5 separate regions of the Mus musculus genome follow, and regions 1, 2, 3 and 5 are each linked to region 4. The links are chromatin contacts, called in public Hi-C, HiCAR-type, HiChIP or PLAC-seq and promoter capture Hi-C maps. All regions are on one chromosome and are shown on one strand. Each heading gives the region's core, a stretch centred on a gene start, on an enhancer-like site or on the middle of the called end of the contact. The rest is flanking DNA. Distances are from core to core; before and after follow the strand shown. Region 1 overlaps Zbtb20 (zinc finger and BTB domain containing 20). Region 2 overlaps Zbtb20 (zinc finger and BTB domain containing 20). Region 3 overlaps Zbtb20 (zinc finger and BTB domain containing 20). Region 4 overlaps Zbtb20 (zinc finger and BTB domain containing 20). Region 5 overlaps Zbtb20 (zinc finger and BTB domain containing 20).

Region 1 (4,307 bases), core at 407-2,906, 260 kb before region 4:
CTCCCCCTCTCCCCCTCTCTCCCCCTCTTCCCCTTGCCTCCTCGCCCCCTCTCCTCTCTCCCCCTCTCCCTCTCGTTTTCCCACCTCTCTCCTCCTATTATTTTATGTATTCCCATGTTTTTCCTCCAAAATTCTCTTGCAGTTAAGTAGAAAGACCCCCTTCCCTCCATCGTCTCTCATCCTATATATTATATATGTCCTTGTTTTCTCTAAAATTGTCTCTATCCTATGCAGTTAGATAGAGGAAACCACTGAAGTCACTCTTCTCCCTGTTCTCTTCAGGATGCAAGGTTTGATTTTAAGTTGTATAGCTGTGTTGTTGTGCTGATTCGAACCTATTTTTTTTTTGAAAGGGCTATTATCCAAAGGGTGGTTGTAAAGCAATATTATGGAAGGTCACTTGGCATTTTTTTTTCTTGAGTCTGTTTTTCTAAAACCAGGCAATTACTCTATCATTTAATAAACCTTGCCTCAGAGTTCACTTGAAAGAAAGCTCATAAGATTTAAAGGGGAAAAAAAATCCCTAAAAATAAAAGTTAGGCTAGGCTAGGCCAGGGTGGGAAATTCCATTGTGGCTAGAAGCCCATGGCAGGTAGAGTGGAATTTAATGAAGGAAACTGCTGTGTTTTTGTGTCTTTCTGTATGTTTTTCCTTTAAAACCAAGAGCTGGGCAGGCATCCCATTCGACCTGACGTGACCCAAGCAAATTGCTTCTTATATAAAAACAACTGCAGACTTTGAGAATGTGAAAATGCACTGTATCCTTCTCCAACTGAGAGAAACGAAAGCCTGAGAAACAGGACGGCCCTGTCAATACTCATGGAGCAGAGCTATCACTCAAGCCTGATAAAGGAGATTAGAACAGGCTCCGGTGCCAGAGGGATACACACAAGTCGGGTTCTTTCGTTCTTTCTTTCTTTTCTGTTTTTTATTTTCTTAAATAAGAAAGGGCAGTGGATGGAAAACATTTTTTAGAGACAAGTTTTCTGTATAAGAAGGTAGTAATGTGCACAGTATCTTAAAGCTTTTGTGTGGAACTGGGTTTTAAATTTTGTTTTAAACTAGTATTTTACAAGAAGACAAAGAGAAGTGTTTCCCTTTTCCACCAGTCTTAGGCAAGCACCGAAGAGGAGTTCCGGGTGTGCCCACTGATACTGCATTCAGACGTGTTGCCTTGGCTTGTGTACTGACAGATTTATTTAAAAACCAAAGTTTAAAAAATGCATTGTGTGCTCGTGAAGTCTCTTCATAAATCTTTTCCTTTATGAATTATTTTGATCACAAAGCTGCTTGTTTAAATCGCTGAAGGACTATTCTCCATAAAAGAGAATGCCTTCATTTTCAAACCTTCAGTTCAGAAGCCAGCAACTTCCCCTGAACAGCATGCAGGGATCCAGAGGCTAGAGGAGAGGGGGCCGCAGATGTCCAGACTCTGACATAAGTCATAATTCAATTCAGAGTTGCTGCGGCTCACATGTTTTTAAAATTTGGACCTAGAGTCCATCCTTTAGTAATGGATGATTCAGTTTGAAATGGTGATTCTGTTTCTGGAAAAAAACAAACAAACAGGGAACACAGCCTTTGATGCAGCTGGGCTGTCAGAGGGCGGAAGGTTGGAATTAAAGTACTCTTCAAGCTGTTGCTGAATAATGAAGGGTAGGGCTTCCTCGTTGGGCAGTTACCACATTTCCCTTGGGAGTTCAGAGAACAAATATTACCTAATGTGTACAAAGACTTTAAAAATTAAGTTGATTACAAGCTGGCTTAAGATTGGATAAAGCAGTAAGAACTAAGGTCCACCAGAAGGATCAGAGAGTAAAGATCACTACCAGTAGTCACAGGCTGCAACGGACTCTCGGGACTTCTCACGGCTAAAGGGTTAAGGATCAACAGGAAGTAGTCAGTTTCTTAAAATGGCTAGCCTTTGTAAAACCATAACAAAGGAAGAACCTTCTACATAGAACATGTACGTACACCGATGAGCTGGACAGTAGTTAGCTATGAGTTTGGGGAAATTCTTGCCTAACTAAAACATAGAGTGCATGAAAGACCTCATCTCATAGTGCATTTGGTCACCATCCATCACCTGCAATATTGTTGAGAAATAAAGGCAAATAATTAACAATCCGTCTGTTACAGTGATTTGCTGGCGTGATAGGCCTGGTATAATAGTAGGTGGTTTACAGGCCAAAACTAGAAGAGATTAAACTGAAACAGAGTTCTAAAGGGCAGGAGAGATGGCCAAAATTGGACAAGGAGTTTCAGGTTCACTGATTTGAGAAATATTTTTGCTCACTCATTGCTGCAGTCTTTGATCTCCATTTTGCTGCCTCTTAATAAAATGACCAAGAATATGAGAAGAATCAACAGCAAGATCAATATGAGACCAGGGGGGGATATTAACTGGAGATATTAGAATTAGAATTGGTGGTATATGCCTAGACATCTTTCATCTCAGAACAGGTAGATTCAGGAAATGCTTGTAACTTGACTCTGAAGCCTGGAAACTTTCCCTAGTGCCTTGTATTTTTGTTTCTGTGAAATGGGATTCCGACCAAATAGTTCATTTAGTTTATTAATTGTTTATTAACAAACACTTGCTTAGAATGAGGCTGAAAGATCAACGAGGATGGAGAGACTCATTTTTGTACTGTGTGGCCAGCCTGTGTCACATGCCACCAATCTCCCAAGCAAATAAGTTCTTTAAGGTAGTTTTCTTTACTCGTAAGCCTAATTTCATTTGGACATAGTAATTGACTATATTTAGAAAGTAGGACACATGCCATTGTAACTCAGGTGCCATCCCCGGGCAGATGGTCTTAGATGCTCTAACAAAAATGGCTGCTCAAGCCATGAGTAGCACTCTTCCATGGGCCATGCTTCAGTTCTTGCATCCATATTCCTGTCCTGACTTCCTTCCATAGTGGACTAGTATGTGGAAGTCTCCCAAGTTGCTTATGGTCATGCTGTCTTCTTTTTTTTTTTTCCCACCCCCCCCCCATGCTGTCTTCTTACAACAAAGAAACATAAGACAACTGGAAAGATGAAAATGTGGTAAATTGATACACAAAATAGGATACCAATAAGCAAAGAAACCCAAAATAGAGTATATACACAACATTCTTGATGGATATCATAATCGTGTACAAAAGAAACCAGAACGTAAGAGAAAAAACTATCATGTTTACAAAGGTGTCTTGGTCTGGATTTTTTTGCTGTGAAGAAAAACCATGACCAAGGCAACTCTTAAAGAAAAACTTTTCTTTGGGGCTGATTAAAGTTTCAAAGGTTTAGTTCGTTACTATCATGGTAGGACTCATGGCAACATCAAGGTAGCCATGGTGCTTTAGAACCTAAGAATTCTACTTCTTGATCTGAAGACAGCAGAAGAAGAATGTGTTCCATACTGGGTGGACCTTGTACATAAGAGACCTCAAAATCCACCTTTACAGTGATGTACTTCCTCCAATTAGGCCACACTTCCTAGTAGTGCCACTCTCTATGGGCCAAGCATTCAGACACATGAGTCTATGGGGACAAACCTATTCAAACCACCACAAAAGTCAAATTTAATCTATGGTGAAAAAAACGTACCTCTTAGAATGATGGTTGTGTGCTAATCATTTATCAGAATCCTTATTATGTTTTTAAATTGTTAGTTCAGAATACAAAAGCAAAAGTAACAAGATTACATCAGAGTGGAAGCTTCTATAGACCAGTTATCCAATACTGGGTGTATAGTTATCCAATACTGGGTGTATAGTTATCCAATACTGGGTGTATAGTTATCCAATACTGGGTGTATAGCCAAAGAAGGCAAAGCTGCCATGCTGACCAGACATAAGTAAGCACTGCCATGTTCATTTCAGCATACTTGACAGTAGCCAAGACGTGCCAACAACATAATGTCAAACAGCCGAGGAATGGGTTAAAAAATACAGTACAGTTATACAAGAATATTTTTCAGTTCTAAAAGAATGGAGTCCTGTCAGTGGTGATAGCATGGAAAGAATGTGAAGACAGATAATACATAAATGAAATCAGCCGTTCAGAGAAAAACAAGGACTTCATGATCTCATTCATATGGCATTTAAAGATGCTGATCTAGAAATTAAGAGTGGCTACCTGAGAGTCAGAGTAGATGGGAGGAGATGGAACCAGTTTAGTCAACATATTCCTCATTTACAGGTAGAATACATTATGAGGGTCTGGTAAAACAGTGCAAAGATGAGCATTGCAAACTATTTAAAATTAGAAGAAATGATATTGAATATTTTGGCATGATGAATTAATACATTTCTGAGAAA
Region 2 (4,044 bases), core at 319-2,818, 290 kb before region 4:
ATACATTAATTTGTAGTCAAAAAGGATAGTATAAGTCGGGCGGTAGTGGCGGATGCCTTTACTACCCGTACTTAGGAGGCAGAGGCAGGCAGATTTCTGAGTTCCAGGCCAGCCTGGTCTACAGAGTGAGTTCCAGGACAGCCAGGGCTACCCAGAGAAACCCTGTCTCGAACAAAAAACAACAACAACAACAACAAAACAAACAGAGAAGGACAGTCCAGCCAGTACTCTGATGAAGTGTCATGAAAGCTGGCGTACACTGTCCATTGCTTGCTTTGCCATCACTGTCACAAGACTGAACATCCCGAACATGGTTAGCAAACAGCCCAAAGCAAGGAGAGACCAGTTTGCTTATATTTATAAAATGTTTAATGAAAAGTACAGTAAAATTCAAACAGAACTACAAATCCTTGTAGTGACCAAAAGTTTGATTATTTTTTAAGCAGATCACAATAATTAACTATGAAACTGAACTTTCTCTACACAGAGTGTATTGTATAAAGGGTTAGCAGATCATTTATTACTGGCTGCATCTGGTTAGTGATCATCAAGTTAAATATTCAGGCACTCACCAAGTCACCAGTCAGTAGGGTCTAATTGTGATTTCATTCCCAAAGGAACCGTCTTTTACTTTCTACGATCAAGCCAGGGTCCCAGGGGAGGGACAAGTGTATTCTTTTCTGTGATTAGCATATTGTCATATATTAGGTGAAACACATACCAAGACTTATGGTATCCTTTTCCATTTCAGACTCTTTTATCATCAGCAATTGAATATTTCACACAACTTGCTGGCTGGTAAGTAAGATTTCATTGTCTCTCAATTGCAGGCCAGAATTTTGAAGTCCAAAGAAATAAAGTGTATTCATATCAAGTTTAGCAACTCCAGACAAACAAGAAGTAAATCTAGGGGCTGTAGTGAATTTACCACCACAAGATTAAATTTGAACAGAATGTATTTTGATACTGATAAGATATAAAAGAATAAGAATCAATATCACAATATTGGTAAACATTTTGAATGACTTTAGTAGACATGGGGGGAAAAACTAAAGGACTTGTTTGGAGGTCTTTCTGGAAATAAATTTTTCTATAGAGACAGAAACAGAATAAGGTGAAGATAGCGCCTGATGCTCCCTGTGGAGAATGCAGTCATTTTGACATTAGGAAAACACACAGGAAGTCTTTCAAACATACTTTTTGTCTCTTTGAATTTCTGGTTTATATTATATAATCTTTTGTAAATCTGAAATGTATTTGCCTCTTTTGAATCTTAAAAACAGACATAGCCACACTTGCATATATCCCCAAGAAGAAAAGGGAGCGGCCTGTGGAGCTACAGATAAACATGTCTGTTACTGGAAATTAATAGTGCCAAGATAATGCAAACACAGGTTTAGAGTTTGGCTGCTTGTCTTCTGGTGAGACTATGTGAAGTTTCTAGAAGGGTAGTGTAGCATTGTGTCCTTGAACAGTCTTGGTAGTAGGTGCCTGGAGGAGAGCAAGGCAGGATGGGAAGGTAGGAGACAGCCAGAAAGAGCTGAGTTTGCTAGAGGCTGGCAGGCTGTAAACTGTAATGACAAATGTGCTCCAGAGGGAGGGGGAGGGAAGGAACACCTCGCTTGGCTTCTGGCTCTCTTCTGCCTGGCACTCTAGTCCTGTTTAGTCATAAACAGCAGAGTCATCCAAACCTTTAAAGTTACACTCTTGACTGCACTTCATATGAATGTGCAGTAAATGAAGAAAATCATCTCTTAGGGTGAGACAGAGCTTTCTGTGGGGAATTTCCATGCTCCCTGCACATGATCCATAGTTGTCACCGTTACTGTTTCTAATTCTGTCACCACTCTATCTCTGTCCCTGAGCGTGTCCTGCTTGCCACCGAAGGCCATGGCTTTAGGACTGTTATTCTTTCTCCCGTCCCCAGCCCCGACTCCCTGCTTTACTTGTTTTGCTACCCAAGGTAAACCTGCTCTGAGTGGGAGCCCAGAGGCACAATGAACAGGCCTACTTGGTAACTTTAACTTGTTCTCTCTTAGCATTACTCACAAAATGATATCAGCACAGAAAAGCCACAATTCCACACTATGGCTGACTTGCAAAAGAAGCAGATTCCTCCCCAGTGTTTTCTGTTTCTGTGATCAGATGAAGTATAAGTTGATGGGCTTGGCCTTTGGGTGTATCCGCTTTCAGGCACGAAGATACAGGGCGGAGGGAAGGAGTGGGCAGTGCTGTGTGCTTGCATTTCTCTGTTTTAGTACATGGAAACCTTCTAGAGGAGGGAGCACATCTTGTCTAGTAATGAACAATTATTTATTTCATTTAAAAATGATACTTGTTCATTAAAAATAATTTGGAAAAATACATAGGAGTAAAATGAAGAAAAATTAAAATAATTATATCTATAATTTAAATCTAACCATTAATACCTATTTGATACATTTTCTAACTCTCATTTTCTTCTGAGGACATAGTTTTCGAATATGCTGTGCTTGGAATTCCTCTGTAATTTTTTTGTTCCTTTTTTAAAAATTTAACTTAAGAATTTTTCATTTAGTTACAAAGTCTTTATAGACATTCTAAATAAATAAATTCTATTCCTATAATCAAAATGCCCACAAAAGCATTATATTTTACTTTTTCCATTTCTATAGTCCCTTGCATATGAACAATGTGTGAATCAGTCTGTAAATAATGGATAAATGATTGAAAGTTCAAATGAAGTATATATTTTAAGATGATTTTTCAAAATTTTCAAATCCATGAATGTAGGCAGATTACGGTAATGAACTCCTGTGCATTCATCATCTGGCTCATTCACTGCTTAACCTGTGGCCTGTCAGTTTCCCACTGTATTGCCTTGTTATTTTGAAAAACTCAGATATCATGACAGTTAATTAATTAGCCAATATTTCTGGTTCATTAGGATGCTTTTACATGTTGATGTTTTTAAAAGTTTCAGAAAAGCAATTCTCATCATTATATGGAACACTGTTTCTCTTCTTCGTGTCTTGGCCTCATGTCTTCTCATATGTAGCAACTGACTGGAAATATCTCAGCAGCTTGTGCCATAGCACCCTCAGGCACATGTGCTAGCCAAAGGACAGTGGGGTTGGAGAAGAGACCACTCTAACGTTAGATAGGCTTCTGAGACAAACGGTTTTCTTTGGGATCTTTTTGCTTAACTCAATTTTAGGATGATAACTTGCACAGCAGACTTATACAGTATCACTTATCTTTATCATTGAACATATCAATGTATTATATGCAATTGTTCATCTGAAGTAAAAGAAAAAGTTCATCCTCCGACCACGTAGAACTCTAAACTGCTTTAAGCCATTACTATATAGAGCAAAGCAAAGTACTTAAACCTAACTTAGTGCTCCGTTCAAATGTGTATAGATTTTAAGGCTTTTTTGATAACAGGAAAGCACCTGGTAGTTACATGGGACTCTTAAATCTGAAAAGGGGAACATTATATAATTTTATACATACAGCTTTATATCCAAGGAGAGGAAATAATCCGCTGCACATCACTGCCTGTGTTTATTACTCTGGTTGTCCCAAGGTCTCCAGAGAAACATCTACAAGCCACTTTTCCATAGATAGAACACAAGTTTCACAAAAGAGCTCTATACATTCTGAATGATGTGTTGAATTGGGATTTGTGTACAGTACCTGTTTGCAAGTTTTCCTTTCTTACTTACTAAATTTTAAGCCAGAGACTGTTCAGTGGTGATGTGTTAGCCAACAGGTGTTTTGAACTCATCAGATATTCAGGATGTGAGCAAGTACACACTGCATCCATAGAAACTGAATTTATGTGTTACTTTGGCCTGTTTAATCTTTGGTGCAGTTTCCATTGGCCTCGAAAGTGAGTGGCTGGAATATTGATGTGCCTAACCCTTCGAGAAGATATAAAAAATTTCTCCACCACACTAAATCTCTAGAAAAAATATGATGGCTTACAGAATGGACACATACAAAATATTTTCAGCCAAAGCTGGTAGGAAAAGCACACGGGGAAAAAAGAAAGTAATAACA
Region 3 (4,532 bases), core at 1,171-3,670, 360 kb before region 4:
ACTCAATAGTCTTAATTGTTATTATATATAAGTGTTACATGAATAGATAGTACAAGCTTGATAAATATTTAGTAAATGGATAAATGAACGATACAAATTCTTTAACTGGCAATGTATGACCAGTTTGTAAGTTTGGTATTCTAGGTGCTTCTTTACATTCTGAAAATGATATAAAACAATGTTCAATAGAATTGAGAATGTCATCCAGTTTCCAAGAGGATTTACAAGCTCTAGATGCCACGTTAGGATAGACCGTTCCCCACCCCACCCCCTTATCATTTGCAATCATTTGTAATACATAGCATGTGATCTCTGACTAGAATGTATCTGTGACCACTAAGTAAATACATAGTTTCCCTTCTTATAATAGCCATGCAAATATGATTTATCTTCTGACACAATACAAACAGAGTATGCATGTATGCATTTGGTGAACAAAAGACAAATGAGTAGGAAAACAGGATGTGTGCCTACATCCTCTACTTGCCTGAGATAACAGGAATGCATTGATAGAGAGAAGGACAGTGCACACTCTTATTTGTGCCTGTGTTGGGGATATACCAATATTGTTGCAATATACCATCCTGATGATGGCAGTCATCATGGTTTGAGAAGGACTTTGTTCCTTAATAGATTTGTTTTTAAATCCTGAGCTGTTTACTATCTAAAGCATTTATCTGAAATTACTATTCACTAAATCCCTCAGTTCCTAGAACTGTTAATCTGATTCTAGTAATAGTTTTTTTTAAAAAAGTTCAAAGGTTTGCCTGCCTGTAGAATGTTCTTCCCTACCACTGACACTGCAATTCTACCTTTAGATGCAGTTAATGTGTCATGTCTAAGAGCTCTGTTTCATGCTTTCTTGTATGTTTGTGCTACATTGACAGTTTTCTGTTTAGAGGTGCATGTTTTCTTTTAAGCTGTAGTGATTAAATTATAAGCTTCTTGAAGGCAAAGCCTGTCCCTTATTCTCTCAGTACTGGTATTATCCAGTTTCTGATACAGAAGAGATTGTCAATAAATATGTATCTAACAAATTAATGAGTTTGCCTTCACACACATCAGATAAGGGGCATGACTATAATCTCCTCTGTGTTTTTGTTTTTCTCCAGGATTTGTGAGCCTTTTGAAATTAACTATGGACATAGTGCTATGCTTCTGACTTGTCTAGTTGCTTTGAGGGATATTTCTTATTGTTGAAATGGTTTTTTTTTTTTTTGTTAGCAATTGGCTGTTTTAGTGTTTTGTTTTGTGTTGTCCGACCTTGTTTACACTGTGTGTATGTTTTAGAGCAGGGCTACCCGTGTGCTGTTCATGAGTGACGCCGTGATGGAGCCACATGGAACAGTGTTCCTAATTCTCACTTCTCTTTACATGCTACCTGCTTTGGTGCCTTGTTCAAGCACTGTTATTGATGTGCTTTGAAAAGATGTGTGGATTGTGTCAGCAAGCTGGGAAAGTCAGAGTTTTGTTTTGTTTTGTTTTTCAGCCAAAATTCTTAGGCCTTAATAAAATATGCGATGCATAGCTTAGAAGTCAATAACTGTGCCCTACCTGAACAAACGCTCCATTGTTACTTGACTGTTTTGAGGTCGGTCCAGGCCTGAGGATTTTGTTAAAGGCTAACAGAAATGTCCAGTATCACCCAGCCTAGCAAGAGAAAATCTGACACTCGCGACTTGTACTTCTGTGTTCCAGGCTGTTACACAAACTCACTGAGTACTGTATATGTCTGATTTCTCAACTTCACCTGCAGTAAACTTGTGCAATCCCGGGGCTAGAGACCTCCTTTGTAAATGTTGTCTGTCCAGTAATGGTGTTGGCACTGGGAGGCCCTAGCAGATAAAAGTGGAAGAACATATGGCTTCCATCTGAATACAAATTGGTGGACATAGTGTGGTAATTCAGCTGCGATGGCCTCTATACTGTAATCTGAAAGAGTCTGAGTAGATGTGAATTTCTCCCACTCCTCTACACCCCCATTCCACTGTGTTTTGATCGCCCTGAAGTACAGCCATCCTGCGTCGCCTTCTGACTGTGTTATTTGTGAAATGGCCAGCATGAGGAATTATTAATTAAAGCTAACAAATCACCCTGACGAGCTGTGCCCTGGCATGGCTGAAGGTTGATTGGCGAAAGTGTTCTCCTTTAGAGAAAAGACTTTTTGTGCTCGTGACGCAGTCAGGGACGGATTATTGAATATGCAAGTTAGAAGAAAAATCACAGGACAAGCAAATTGAGTATTTACTGGCAAATAATTGCGCTCTTAAACTGTGGCTCTCTTCCTAAATTCTTAACATTCCCGAGGGTTAGAAAGAAACACAGAAAAATGCATCGGTACAGAGTTCATTTCAAAAAACCACCCATAGACTGATGTTTGAGGCTTGTGCAGGTAAGTGTGATTGTGTATGCCTGGGAAGTGAAAGACCAAGCAGAGGATGGGGAGTGTTTCTGTGAGTCTGCTGAGTTGTTTATACAGCTCAGCATAGTTCTAAGTTGAGAATTTAGTTTCCGTGCTGCATTTATTGTGAAAGTGAGAGTCGTGAAAAGGAAAGGGTGTTTTCTCAAGTTATTTGTCTTTATCAGCAAAAGAAAAAGTTAACGTTTTGTCCTAAAAATAGTTTTCATTTTGCTCAGATATTTGTGACTATGTATAAAACGATGACTGGATTTAAAGATCTGTTGTTATTTTCAACACTGTTAATTATGATGCGTCTTAACAGTGTCCCAAACACATGTGGGGAAACTGTTGCATGGATTTTTAAAAGTAAACACTGTTTTACATTAGGACCTAGATAGTTAGTCCGTGTTGAGATTTCTACAGGAACACGAACGTTTGGAAGTTGTTGTTAGGCTTCTAGCTCTTATAGTAACCAAAATGTGTGTGTGTGTGTGTGTGTGTGTGTGTGTGTGTGTGTGTTTCATCTGGAATGTTGCTCAGACTCCTCACTTTTGAGGTCATTGTAAGATATAAGAAACAACTTTAATGTCTTTTTCAAAACTAAATGAAAGGCGTGGAAATATAAAAGGAGTTGAAGGCTCATGTATAAAATGTAGATATTAAACAGATATACTTTTTTATAAGTGCAGTTAGATTATGTGAAAAGCATCCAGAAATAATGTGTATGTACTGGCCATGTATTAAATGTTCTTTGAAAACTTAGAAAAGGTGCTGTCATCAACAACAAGCTGTTTTTGAGATGAGAATAATTGGCTGGCGAAATAGCATTTTAGGCTTATAATAACTATGAGTAGCATGGATTTAAAACAAAAGCATAAATGTAATTTAGACCAAATTAACTAATTAATAATTGTAAAGTGCTTTAAGAATAAAATATCGACATGATAGGAATAGGAGTAGGAATAATAAAAATGGAAAATCCAGCAGGTACACAGAAATTAAATCACAGTCAACTGCATTCGCTTTCAGAAACTCACCATTTTAAAATATAAATAAATAAAACAATTTTTTTCTGCCTTCTAATCCATTCCTTGAACTAGAAAATATGTTACTAGTTAGGTGACTTTCCTTACTGTATTCTATGTTACTTCAATATTAGTTTGTTTCAATATGTAGAATAGAGCTCAAAGAAAGTTTAGAAAATATACTTTGTTTAAGATTGACTTCCCCCTCGACCAGATTTCCTCAGATTTCATGAGGCAGCCTCTTTAAAGTTTTCGGTGAGTATTAGAGGCTAAAGTTGGTCCATTATTTTGAAATAGCAAAGAGGGCACTTAAAGCATATGTTCAGAGAACAAACCATCTGCCTTCTTTATTATGAGTATCACAGCATTATGAGGAATTGGAAAGGCTTGAAAAATTGAGCCAAAGTCCTGCAGAAGATCTTAATACTCAGCACGCTGGATTATAGAATAGCTTAGCATGGCCACACTTTTTGTCTTTTAAGAAAATACTATTACTACCTCTGATACATGGGCAGTAACAGCAAAGTATTGTAGAATGACATGAACTCATGACAAGGTATTGGTGATCTGCTTTTGGTTGAGTTTTAAGCTTGTTGTTGGAGAAACTCACAGTGACTTAGAGAAATAGAAGGTGGTGACTGTTGGAACAAGAACGTAGTCCAGCTGCTCACCTCTGGAGTTGCAGAAGGCATGCAGAGACCAGACTCAAGCACTGCTGTAATCCCTGTGATGTGGGAGGAGTGTGGGTCAGCTTTATTGCCGTGGGAGAAGTGGATTGCAGCATTAGAATACAGAAGTAACTATAAGCTGATAGAATTCCTAGATGGTACTACTCTATCTTCTTAGCATCTGGAATGATTTGAAATTTTAAAAATAATAAATGAACAAAAAAGTCCTTCCTATTTAGCTCCAAATATAATAACACTGTAATTCTACCCTGAGCTTTCTATAGGGGTCATATAAGGACAGGCCAAGATAATTATCACTATATATAGGATATCTAATCTGCAAACAGAGCACTAAATTGTACTAACTCTGACCAGCCTGGAAAGCTCATTATCAAGGGAAAAATTAGGTTATCTTCTAAGTTCTCAGTGGTTTTCAGA
Region 4 (4,454 bases), core at 388-2,887:
AAACAGATGATTGGGTGAAAGCTCTAGAAAACCTTGCAATAACTAAAAGGAAAGATCTCCCACTTCTGCTTTCCATCACTGTCAAATGGGGTACAGTTTTGTGCAGCCCCAACCATTCTTTCTTGTCTCATCATCTTCCCAGGTCCAGTCTTTGTCTGGCGAAGGCAGCATATGACTGTTAGTATAGCAAGGAGATGGTTCTTGAGAAATCCAGCCCCCACACACAATGCTCCAGAGCTCCTCCCCTGGGAATGGCATGATTGGATCCGCAGCAGGCAGAGCTGGCCCAGGGAAATAAGAGCTTGGCATAGAATCTTAGGGCCCTCCTGCTGGAGGGGCCCTCAAGAGAGTTGCTTCACACCCACCCTCCTTCAACTGGCTGGACAGTAGAAAGATGTGTAAGAAAACAAATTCCTGGCTGAATGAATAGAGGATTAAGTGAACGAGAGATGAGTCCCCTGTTCCAGAAGTCTCTGCCATCCCACTTGAATAGAAAGGCTAACTTTGAAGCCACTCTGTTCTCCATGGCATGATTTTGTATATACTCAGCTTTGGAATATGGTTGCCATCTGCTGCCAGTACATAAGACTAAGGAAGTATTGGGGTGGGTAGGAGGAGGCTGGGAGGAAAGAAAGAGACACTTAAATGAGCTAATGATCTGCTTTGTGTTGGAGTCTAGGTTTCAGAACATCAGTTCCGTACTGTAAGAACAAAACACCAGTGTGTCTTAGGCCACACCAGGCGCCGGCACATCAGATAAGGCCCATGCTGTGTAGTGTTCAGCCACTGAGCCTCAAGAAGTTTTGAAAGTGAAATTAGAGGAGCAAACCAAGGAAGCCAAAGTGGGAAAGCTCTTAGGGTAAAATATGATCAGAAGGACTCTGCAGATATGTGTCTTCGAGGTTACAGTAGTTCAAACATGACTCTACTAATTAAAGACTTGGAAAATAGTCTCAATCCTAGGAACTTAAAGATCTTTAAACTAAAGTGGAGACTTCTCCATCTACTGCAAAGGCATTGTGAAGCTTTTGTACAGTCACAGGATGAGAGTGACCCAGCTATTGTGCATTGTTGTGCACTTAACTATTGATTAAGAGCCATAGATTGCTGTCCTGGCAGCAGGAGTGGGTGGTCTTTTACAAGCAAAAACCCTGGTAAGCAAAGCCAGCAAAGGCAAGACCATCTATCTCTGAAAAGCAGTGAATAGCTCAGAGAGCTTCCTCTTTCCCTGATATTATCTGTATAAATTACCAGTTATGGCACAGGATCATGTTGATAATTTATATACCAAAATGACATGCCAAAGAATAATAATTAAGCAGAGATGTACACTAGTGAAAAAATTATCCCAGCGAAGTTTACTTTTGAGAAAGATTAGCTAATTAGCCAAGTATGACATTTGAAGGCAAGTCCCCTTCTACTCTTAATAGTAGCTCTGTCTCCACTTTGAGGAGTTAGCAGGATTGTAGGGCAGAAATATTTTCTGGCGTGAAAAGGAAAGAATTCCTTCATTACTATAAGCAAAGTGAGGAGACAGGGAGAGTTGTGGAAAAGCAGAAAATCAGATCAGCACGCATAGAAAGTGGTTGCAAGAGCATGTCGACCTCAGAGCCCTAGAATGACCAAGCCAGGAAATATTTGTTGGCTGTACAAGCTTTGGCCTTGATTCGTATCTGCCATCAGAGCGAAGTCATCCACAGCTGTGATGCAACCACAGAATGTTATTAATGTCCTCAGCCCCTCTCATATGCAGTCTCTCATCCCAGGAGCCCAGTGTGCCTTAGGACTCTGCTTGGCTTCTCCCAAGACAACCCCATGGAGCATAAACATCTTCATTTATAGATGAAATAACTGGTCCACAAAGGCCCGACTCTGTTCTCTGGCTTCAAATGTGAAATGATTAATAGTCATGATGCTGACCCAGCACGTTGTGCTATTTTTTACATTATTTTGGGCTTCTCAGACAAAGGACATATTTTATCTTTCTCATTATTATTTTTAATTACTTTTCAGAAAAGTCAAGATAAAAAAAAGAAGAAGAATCTAACAAATATCCCATAGAGATATTTGGTATTTTCTCTCTCTCTTTTTGAGAATAAATTAAGATCTTCTCTGCTTCTCTATGCTGGATCTCTGCAGATAGTCACAGTCTCATGCCAGTTTTCAGAGGAATAAGGGCTCATTCTAATGGCTGCATCACAGTCCCTTCTGTGAAGAAACAGCCTTTTAAATTCCTGTCTGGACACTGAATAACTTGTTTTTGGTTTAAAAACTTTTAACAGTTTGACCTGAAAACTTTTAAACATTACTAATATACAACCTGGTTGTGAGTTTAGCAATAAATTTAGACCCAGTATGTGAAAAGCCAAAGAGAAGACTAGTGGCTTTTATTCTCCCTGGTGACCTGCACTAAATGTTGCATATTTACTTTGTAAATGAGGACACCCAGTGGCCAGCAAGTGAAAATATTCTAAACAATCCCCGACACTGTTAACATAAATATAAAGAGCTGTTGTCAGCACCCATTGATAGATAGCTTCTAGCATCTACTACCAAGCACTGGTTTCCCTGGGTCAGGCAAGAGTGGAGCCTGATAATTTTCTACCTCACTTTCCAGACTAGGTGTCTCTTTCCCTTTCATATAAACGTGGCTCGCCATCTTTGGCATCCACTGAATCGTCAGTGGCAGAAGGGCCTAGTAGAATATTTCTTAGGACAGATGAAGTCAGGAAGTTGAGAATAACTTAACAGAGATCAGAAATAATAAACAGATGAGTGTGGTTTAAAAGAAGTGAGGTAAGTTCATAAACCATAAGTTCATGGTGAAGACAGAGCCATGGTTATTAACTAATGAGAGAGTAAGGAAATTAAAAACAAAACCCAAGAGGAAGAACAGATGTGGGCCACCAGGGACTAGAAGGACCTCCTGGAACAACGGGTAGGCTCACCTCAGAGCAAATGAGCCCTGAGCTCCACTTATTCTCAGCAGTGTCTGTACAGTGTCTGTTATGGAGAAGTAACCAAAGAGAACACCTACCCCTTTGGGGGAATGTGTGGGACAGTGTCAGGGATCCAGTTAGCAACCTGTGTTCTTTCAGTTACAGTTAGAGTTGTACTTGTATTTGCAGTAGGTAAGGTAGAGCTGTCTTATGGCTGTAAGACAGGCACAAGGGAAAATGGGGAAGGCATTAACTTACTGTCATTATAAACTATCTAGTATGTGTGTAAAGTACAGCTATATTCTTAAACATTCAAATATGTGAACCATTTCCTTGTTTTTCTTAAGAAAATTAAACCTAAGACTCCTGGGTGACCAGTTTATATAGAAACCTAATGAAGTCTCAAGACTGTCTTCCCCTCCCCAGATTTGTACAAGACATGGGAAATCTAGGGAAGGGGTCACATCCTTGGTCCATAGTGAGCTTTGTAGTTGGCATTGCTTGACTCTCTGATCCTTTTGGCTTCTAGGAACTACTCCACTCTCTGTGGTTATAGATGCCCTCAACATGGAGCCTGAGTCCCTCGGATCACTCTTTCTCTCAGAACAGTTAGTGTCCCTTTATGTCTAGCCCCCCAAAATATGCAAAGACATTTTCCACAAAGGCTTATGTGCAAGTTGACTTGTTTCAGTTCTCTTTTGTTTTGTCTGTGAGAGCCTTTGCTGAGATAGGGTCTTACCACATACCTTGGACTGACAAGTCTCCCACCTCAGCCTCCAGGATGCTGTGACCACAGAAATGAGCCATCGCTTGCTTACCTTTAATATTTTAAAGGAAGATGATGATTTTTCTTCTCAGTAATATTACCTCAATCTGACTTCAAAGCATCAGACTCCCCCCTTCATATCCTAGAAAGAGTCCTAATTAGTTCCCTTTAGAAGACCAAATTGAGAATGAAAACCCTTCCTTGTAGGGATTAATAAACTCTGAAACCACAGCTCTTTTGGATGAGGGAGCCCATGTCCATATACAAACACTCAATGCTTCTGATCTACAGGAGGAGGAGAAATGGGACTCTCTTATAAACGCCTTCTCATTCTATAACAACAAACGAAAATTTAATAATTCTACTTATACCTCCAAACCAGTGGAAAGCAGGAAAAGGAAGAACTCAGCATAAACCCTAGTAATCATGTGAAGTGTCCCAGAGAAAGGAGAGTTGTAAATAAGTTTCAGGGAAGGTTTGTAAGGTTTGGTGAGTGGAAAAGCCCAGTGACTTGAGAACTTTTGTAAGATGAGCAGAAGGAGAGAATGTGGAGTGAGTGCAGTCGGGAGACCATGGCACAGTGGTACTTAGCTGGTCTAGCACGCCCTAGACTCCACCAACAGCAAGCTTCCATCCTAGCCCCCAAGTGAGTAATGAATACCATATAGGTGGAAATCTGCAAAATGACCAGGCTCTTGAATCAGTTCAAAGATTCTGTTTGAGAATACAATGAGAATCAAATTAAACCA
Region 5 (4,424 bases), core at 1,121-3,620, 340 kb before region 4:
TGGTACTTGGCAGAAGCAATGTGAAGGAGGACAGATTTATCGTAGCTCACAGTATTAGCAGGTATCATTCCATTTTAGCAGGGAAGGCATGGGAATGCCCTCAACTTAGGGGAGCCAAAGAATGCAATAAAGTTTCTTCTCTTCATAATAGGCCAGGAAGCAGAAAGTAAGAGGCCAGAACCAGGGGTAGCCAGAGGCTACAAAGGCTGGCTGTAACTGATGTACTTCAAATAGGTAGGCCACACCTCTCTCCATTTCCACAGCAGGCCAGCAGCTTGGATACAAGTCTTGATGACATGACCCTATGACAAACATTTCAAACTCAAATCAAAACAATTTTGTTAACTTGTTAGTTAGTTGTTTAGTCCAACTAAGACTGAACACGTGAAAATAATATAAATCCACTGGAACTCTCATAATTGAAATGTAATAGACTGTGGACATATATACAGAAGTCAGAGCTTTGCAGATGTGTCTGAATAAACCTAGCATGCCCCTGGGGTTACTTATCTGCCATCACTCGCTGGCCATCTAAACACAGCCATTTGTAGCTTCTTCTCAGAGGATAAGTAATGTCCTTAGCCTGCCGCTTAAATACTCTTCATCTTCCCTGACTATTTACTGTAAGTCTTGTGTGACCCTGATAATTAGTTATACATATGAGTAGGTTAAATTTGTGACCATCATGATTTATAAGTATATTTTCTTAGTTCTACCTATGTTTACTAAAATAGCTTTCAATCATTTTACTTAATAAGTTTAACAGTTGAATCATTTTTTATAAAAGAAAAACCATGTATTTCTTGAAGTAACATGTTTTTGGATGGACTGAAAAGAATCATTTGCGTATGCAATAAAAAATACACATGGTTCCATTTTCCTTGACTCATACCACAGTATGTACTAGTCAAGTCACATGCCTAAATTTGGGGAATTTTATAGCACCGTGTCACTAAGTTTTGGGCATATAAAATACTATTTGCCTGGCTTTTAAGTTTGTGGATCTTACATGGGGCCTGGCATGGAGATAGGAAGGACATTTTTTTTCCATTGAGCTTTTACTCTGTTTTGAAAGGAAAAGTTGAAACAGAGTCCCTACTGAGTTTTTCACATGTTTCATGGTGGTAACCATAGGAAATAGGGAAACAGGAAATTGTTGGACAGAAGGAAGCCAAGGAGTCCATCTCAGCCTGTCCTCACCTTTTAGATACCATTTGGGCTTGATAAAAATTATTTTTATCTAGGAACAGATTTAATGCTTTATGTTTCCATAATCTTATTCAAAACAGTAGAGAAAATAGTACTGCTGATTATGTAAATAATTGTATTCTAAACAGAACTCAGTTCTTATGTTCTGAAGGAACTGATGGAAACATTCCTTCAGATGCCAATAGATAGAATCGTGGAAGTCTGCATTTGTAGAAGTCCATTTGGGGTATTTAGAGGAATTCTCAAAGGTTGTCATAATATATGTACTATACATGTGTGTGTGTGTGTGTGTGTGTGTGTGTGTGTGTGTATGTATGTATGTATGTATGTATATTCCAGATATGAGGAAAAATTCTTATTGTACAAAAATATCTGGGCATAGAATGATGATATTGTTAAATTTAGGTCACACGCATCTTCACACACAAATGTTCTTCATCCTGCTCACCTTTCTACTTCTTGACCTATTCAGCAAAACTGAATTCTCACTCACTGTCCATATTCAGAAGTGCTGTATCATGAAAATTAAAGTGCTTATCAAGCACAGTGATGTTCTTCCCTGCAAATGGAAACACACATTTTCTTGACTGTTTAAAGTACGCATGCATTCATTTGTTTGTGTCCTACCTATAGGGAGCATGTTGTGAATACCCTGACCAGGTAAAGCTCTATTAAAAGTCTTATCATCTCAAGACCATTGTGCTCATTACTGTAGTTTCTATTTTCTTTCATATGCTGAACATGTTATAAAAGCTATACTAAAGATATGACTTCCTATTCTTGTTTTATTTAATTGGTGAAATACAGATACCAAGTAGTAGTCATGGCGTTGTCTACACGTGGATACACAGCTCTTCTTTTCTTCTATCTAGAGTAGCATGTTGCTTTGAAAGGATTTGTACAATCCCACAATAATAAATTAAAAACAAACAAGCAACCTCTAACCAGATCATAAAGACTGCTTCTGATGACTGGCCAATAGCATCGCTCTTCCCATTCTTAGCTGAACCACACCAGTTGTTTAATCTTAGATTTTTCACATTGCACAGTTAGCTTTTTTCACAGTACAGTTTTGAAAGATGAGCACTGTATACATAACCATGATAAAATGCCTCCTGGATACAGAGCCTTTAAAGTGAGTGTGTGCCCAGAGGCAGGGAGGGGGAGGTCTGCTCGAGGTTGAAAAGCACAGTGATGTGTCAGAATGCTTGTGTTCTGACTCATACTGACACCGAGTGACTTGTCACTCAGGGATTTCACCAGTTCCCACATCTGACTCAGTGACAGTTTACAACAGTCTGAATTTCAATAATTATCCAAGTAATTAAAGTCAGAAACATTTTGGAAATGTTCAATATTGTATTACAATTTTAAACTGTAAATAATAGGTTTCTCATGAGATAGAGGGCCATTTTTGTTATGTTAAGTTCTCTTCTTCCAAGTGCTGGCATCTAAATTAACCAGAGTCTGGTCTAAGGGCCCAGTAATAGTTCATGATAGTTAAACTAATAAAAGAAATGGGAGATACTTAGAGAAGTATGTAATTTGATGAAATTTGTATTCCTTGGATTCTCTAATGTTTGACACAGGATGAGTTGAAAGCATTTTTTTTTTTTTTTTTTTTTTTTGACAATGGAAAGCTCTTGTGGGCTAGACAAGTTTTTCTGTAAAAGTGTAGTACTCAACTTAATTGTGCCAGGAGCGTATGCAGCCTGGAAGGACAGACACATCAGTGCAGACTCCCCGTTGACAGTGGCTCCTAGCGGGGCCTGAGGGTCCTCTTTAGAATGAGCCCCACTAGTGATTTGCTAGCCCATGTTCTAGAAACTCTCTCTGAAGTTTCTGGCAGTCAGTCAGTGCTCTAGCTTTTAGGATATGTGGTTCCTTGTTATGTGCAGAGTTAAAGAGATTACGTAATGTTCTATTCTATAAAGCACCACAGACAGAACATTTTATTTTTTCAGTATCTTTGGACTTTTCTGTTTGTTCCTAAATTTGCATGTTTTAGCTTAGGAAAGAATACAAATAGATCTGTTTTGTCAGAATTTTTACTTAATTGGCACTATAGGATCTATCAGACCAGGGAATCTTTTACAAATTTTGGGTTTTTTTTTTCTTTTTTATGCATATGTCCAGATGTCTACACAAAGCTAAAATGAATTGAAAGAAATAGCAGTTCTATTTAATGTAGTTAACACAGTTTTGTCATGCAAGGGCAACGACATCTGCTCTAACCTCTCACAAATACTCAAGTCCATAAGGATAAACAAGAAACATCCCCGTTACTGAGAAAGTTTTATTTTTTAAAAGACAACCTCTTTCTCTATTCCACATACTCAATTCCCTTGTCATTTTACATTATAAATAAATAACAAACCAATTTGGCACATGCCCACCGATTAAAAATAAAAGTTGTCAGAAATGAGAAGGGAAAGACAAAAATATGAATTATTAATTATAATATTAAGCAGCATAAAATGCCTAACATGAAATGATACCACCTACAAGAAATTTTATCAAAATAAAAATGAGACAATGATTTAATATTTATCATATAAAATTACATTGATGTAATTTTACATGGTAAATATATTTATATTATCTAGTACTTGAATCAAATTTAATAAAGAGATATTTTAATCATTGTAAATAAAATTCACTTCTGGGATAGTAACATAAATGGAAGTATTATTTTAAAATCATGTCCCGGCTAAGTTGTCTTACTGACCTAGTAGCTTTGCTCACTGTAACATTATATCCTGACATATTAGCTTTAAGATGTTCAACATTTTAAAAAACAAGAATGCCTAATTAACAGAAGGGATGATGCTTTCCTTAGGATATTACTTAGAAATTTACACCCCTGATTTTGTATGGGGATTAATATTTTTTCCATGCAGGGATTTTAAAAAGTGTATATTAAATACTGGTCATCAACAAAATATAGGATTTCATCAGCATACACACGCAGATATCAAGAGATGCAAATATGAAGGATCCCTGCAAATATTTCTTCCTGTGTCTTCCTCCAAGAGGCCCTGTGATATGTGAACGTGTGAACGGGGATGTGTGATTGCATGTACATATGAAAGCCAGTGCATATCTAAGAAAACTAGCCTTTGTGTTTTAGCACTTTAAATGTTTGTTTTGAATAAATTTTTTCCACAAACTACTTAAAATTACATTTGAAAACTGAAAGGAACTACCAAATAATT

The links. Hi-C and Micro-C count contacts between places; a contact is called where the count stands out from the background. HiCAR-type assays count read pairs that join an accessible place to other places. HiChIP or PLAC-seq counts read pairs in DNA pulled down with a chosen protein or histone mark. Capture Hi-C pulls out chosen DNA fragments and counts their contacts.
Region 1: a contact with region 4 is called in an H3K27ac HiChIP or PLAC-seq map of heart atrium, with 6 read pairs. The contact joins two enhancer-like sites. A contact is called at or near these places in 2 of 115 datasets of contacts at active chromatin or transcription factors (fibro-adipogenic progenitors and heart atrium).
Region 2: a contact with region 4 is called in a Hi-C map of muscle stem cells, with 2.2 times the contacts expected there. The contact joins two enhancer-like sites. A contact is called at or near these places in 3 of 484 Hi-C or Micro-C datasets (Sertoli cells, muscle stem cells and nephron progenitors) and 2 of 115 datasets of contacts at active chromatin or transcription factors (cardiomyocytes and fibro-adipogenic progenitors).
Region 3: a promoter capture Hi-C map of adipose tissue shows a contact between it and region 4. The contact joins two enhancer-like sites. A contact is called at or near these places in 6 of 484 Hi-C or Micro-C datasets (Sertoli cells, liver, muscle stem cells and 2 more), 1 of 115 datasets of contacts at active chromatin or transcription factors (fibro-adipogenic progenitors) and 1 of 9 other capture datasets (adipose tissue).
Region 5: a HiCAR-type map of fibro-adipogenic progenitors shows a contact between it and region 4, with 4 times the contacts expected there. The contact joins two enhancer-like sites. A contact is called at or near these places in 4 of 484 Hi-C or Micro-C datasets (liver, muscle stem cells and myocytes) and 1 of 115 datasets of contacts at active chromatin or transcription factors (fibro-adipogenic progenitors).

What each region holds. Positions count from the first base shown.
Region 1 is chr16:43,333,870-43,338,176 of GRCm38.p6, forward strand. The region is part of intron 4 of Zbtb20 (zinc finger and BTB domain containing 20); the gene reads left to right. Among named protein-coding and RNA genes, the nearest start is that of Gm9968, 28 kb to the right of the region's middle. Within about 2 kb of position 1,657, at least 106 of the 459 cell types and tissues checked have an H3K27ac peak or open chromatin away from gene starts, as enhancers often do. A contact at or near this core is called in fibro-adipogenic progenitors and heart atrium, where this site is marked.
Region 2 is chr16:43,301,818-43,305,861 of GRCm38.p6, forward strand. Zbtb20 (zinc finger and BTB domain containing 20) reads left to right here. Exons shown (of 11, transcript NM_001285805.1): 4 at 752-798. Among named protein-coding and RNA genes, the nearest start is that of Gm9968, 60 kb to the right of the region's middle. Within about 2 kb of position 1,569, at least 77 of the 459 cell types and tissues checked have an H3K27ac peak or open chromatin away from gene starts, as enhancers often do. A contact at or near this core is called in fibro-adipogenic progenitors and muscle stem cells, where this site is marked.
Region 3 is chr16:43,233,686-43,238,217 of GRCm38.p6, forward strand. The region is part of intron 3 of Zbtb20 (zinc finger and BTB domain containing 20); the gene reads left to right. Among named protein-coding and RNA genes, the nearest start is that of Gm25873, 110 kb to the left of the region's middle. Within about 2 kb of position 2,421, at least 66 of the 459 cell types and tissues checked have an H3K27ac peak or open chromatin away from gene starts, as enhancers often do. A contact at or near this core is called in adipose tissue, muscle stem cells and uterus, where this site is marked.
Region 4 is chr16:43,590,569-43,595,022 of GRCm38.p6, forward strand. The region is part of intron 9 of Zbtb20 (zinc finger and BTB domain containing 20); the gene reads left to right. Among named protein-coding and RNA genes, the nearest start is that of Mir568, 48 kb to the right of the region's middle. Within about 2 kb of position 1,638, at least 70 of the 459 cell types and tissues checked have an H3K27ac peak or open chromatin away from gene starts, as enhancers often do. A contact at or near this core is called in adipose tissue, fibro-adipogenic progenitors, heart atrium and 3 more, where this site is marked.
Region 5 is chr16:43,250,866-43,255,289 of GRCm38.p6, forward strand. All of the region lies in intron 3 of Zbtb20 (zinc finger and BTB domain containing 20), which reads left to right. Among named protein-coding and RNA genes, the nearest start is that of Gm9968, 110 kb to the right of the region's middle. Within about 2 kb of position 2,371, at least 63 of the 459 cell types and tissues checked have an H3K27ac peak or open chromatin away from gene starts, as enhancers often do. A contact at or near this core is called in fibro-adipogenic progenitors, muscle stem cells and myocytes, where this site is marked.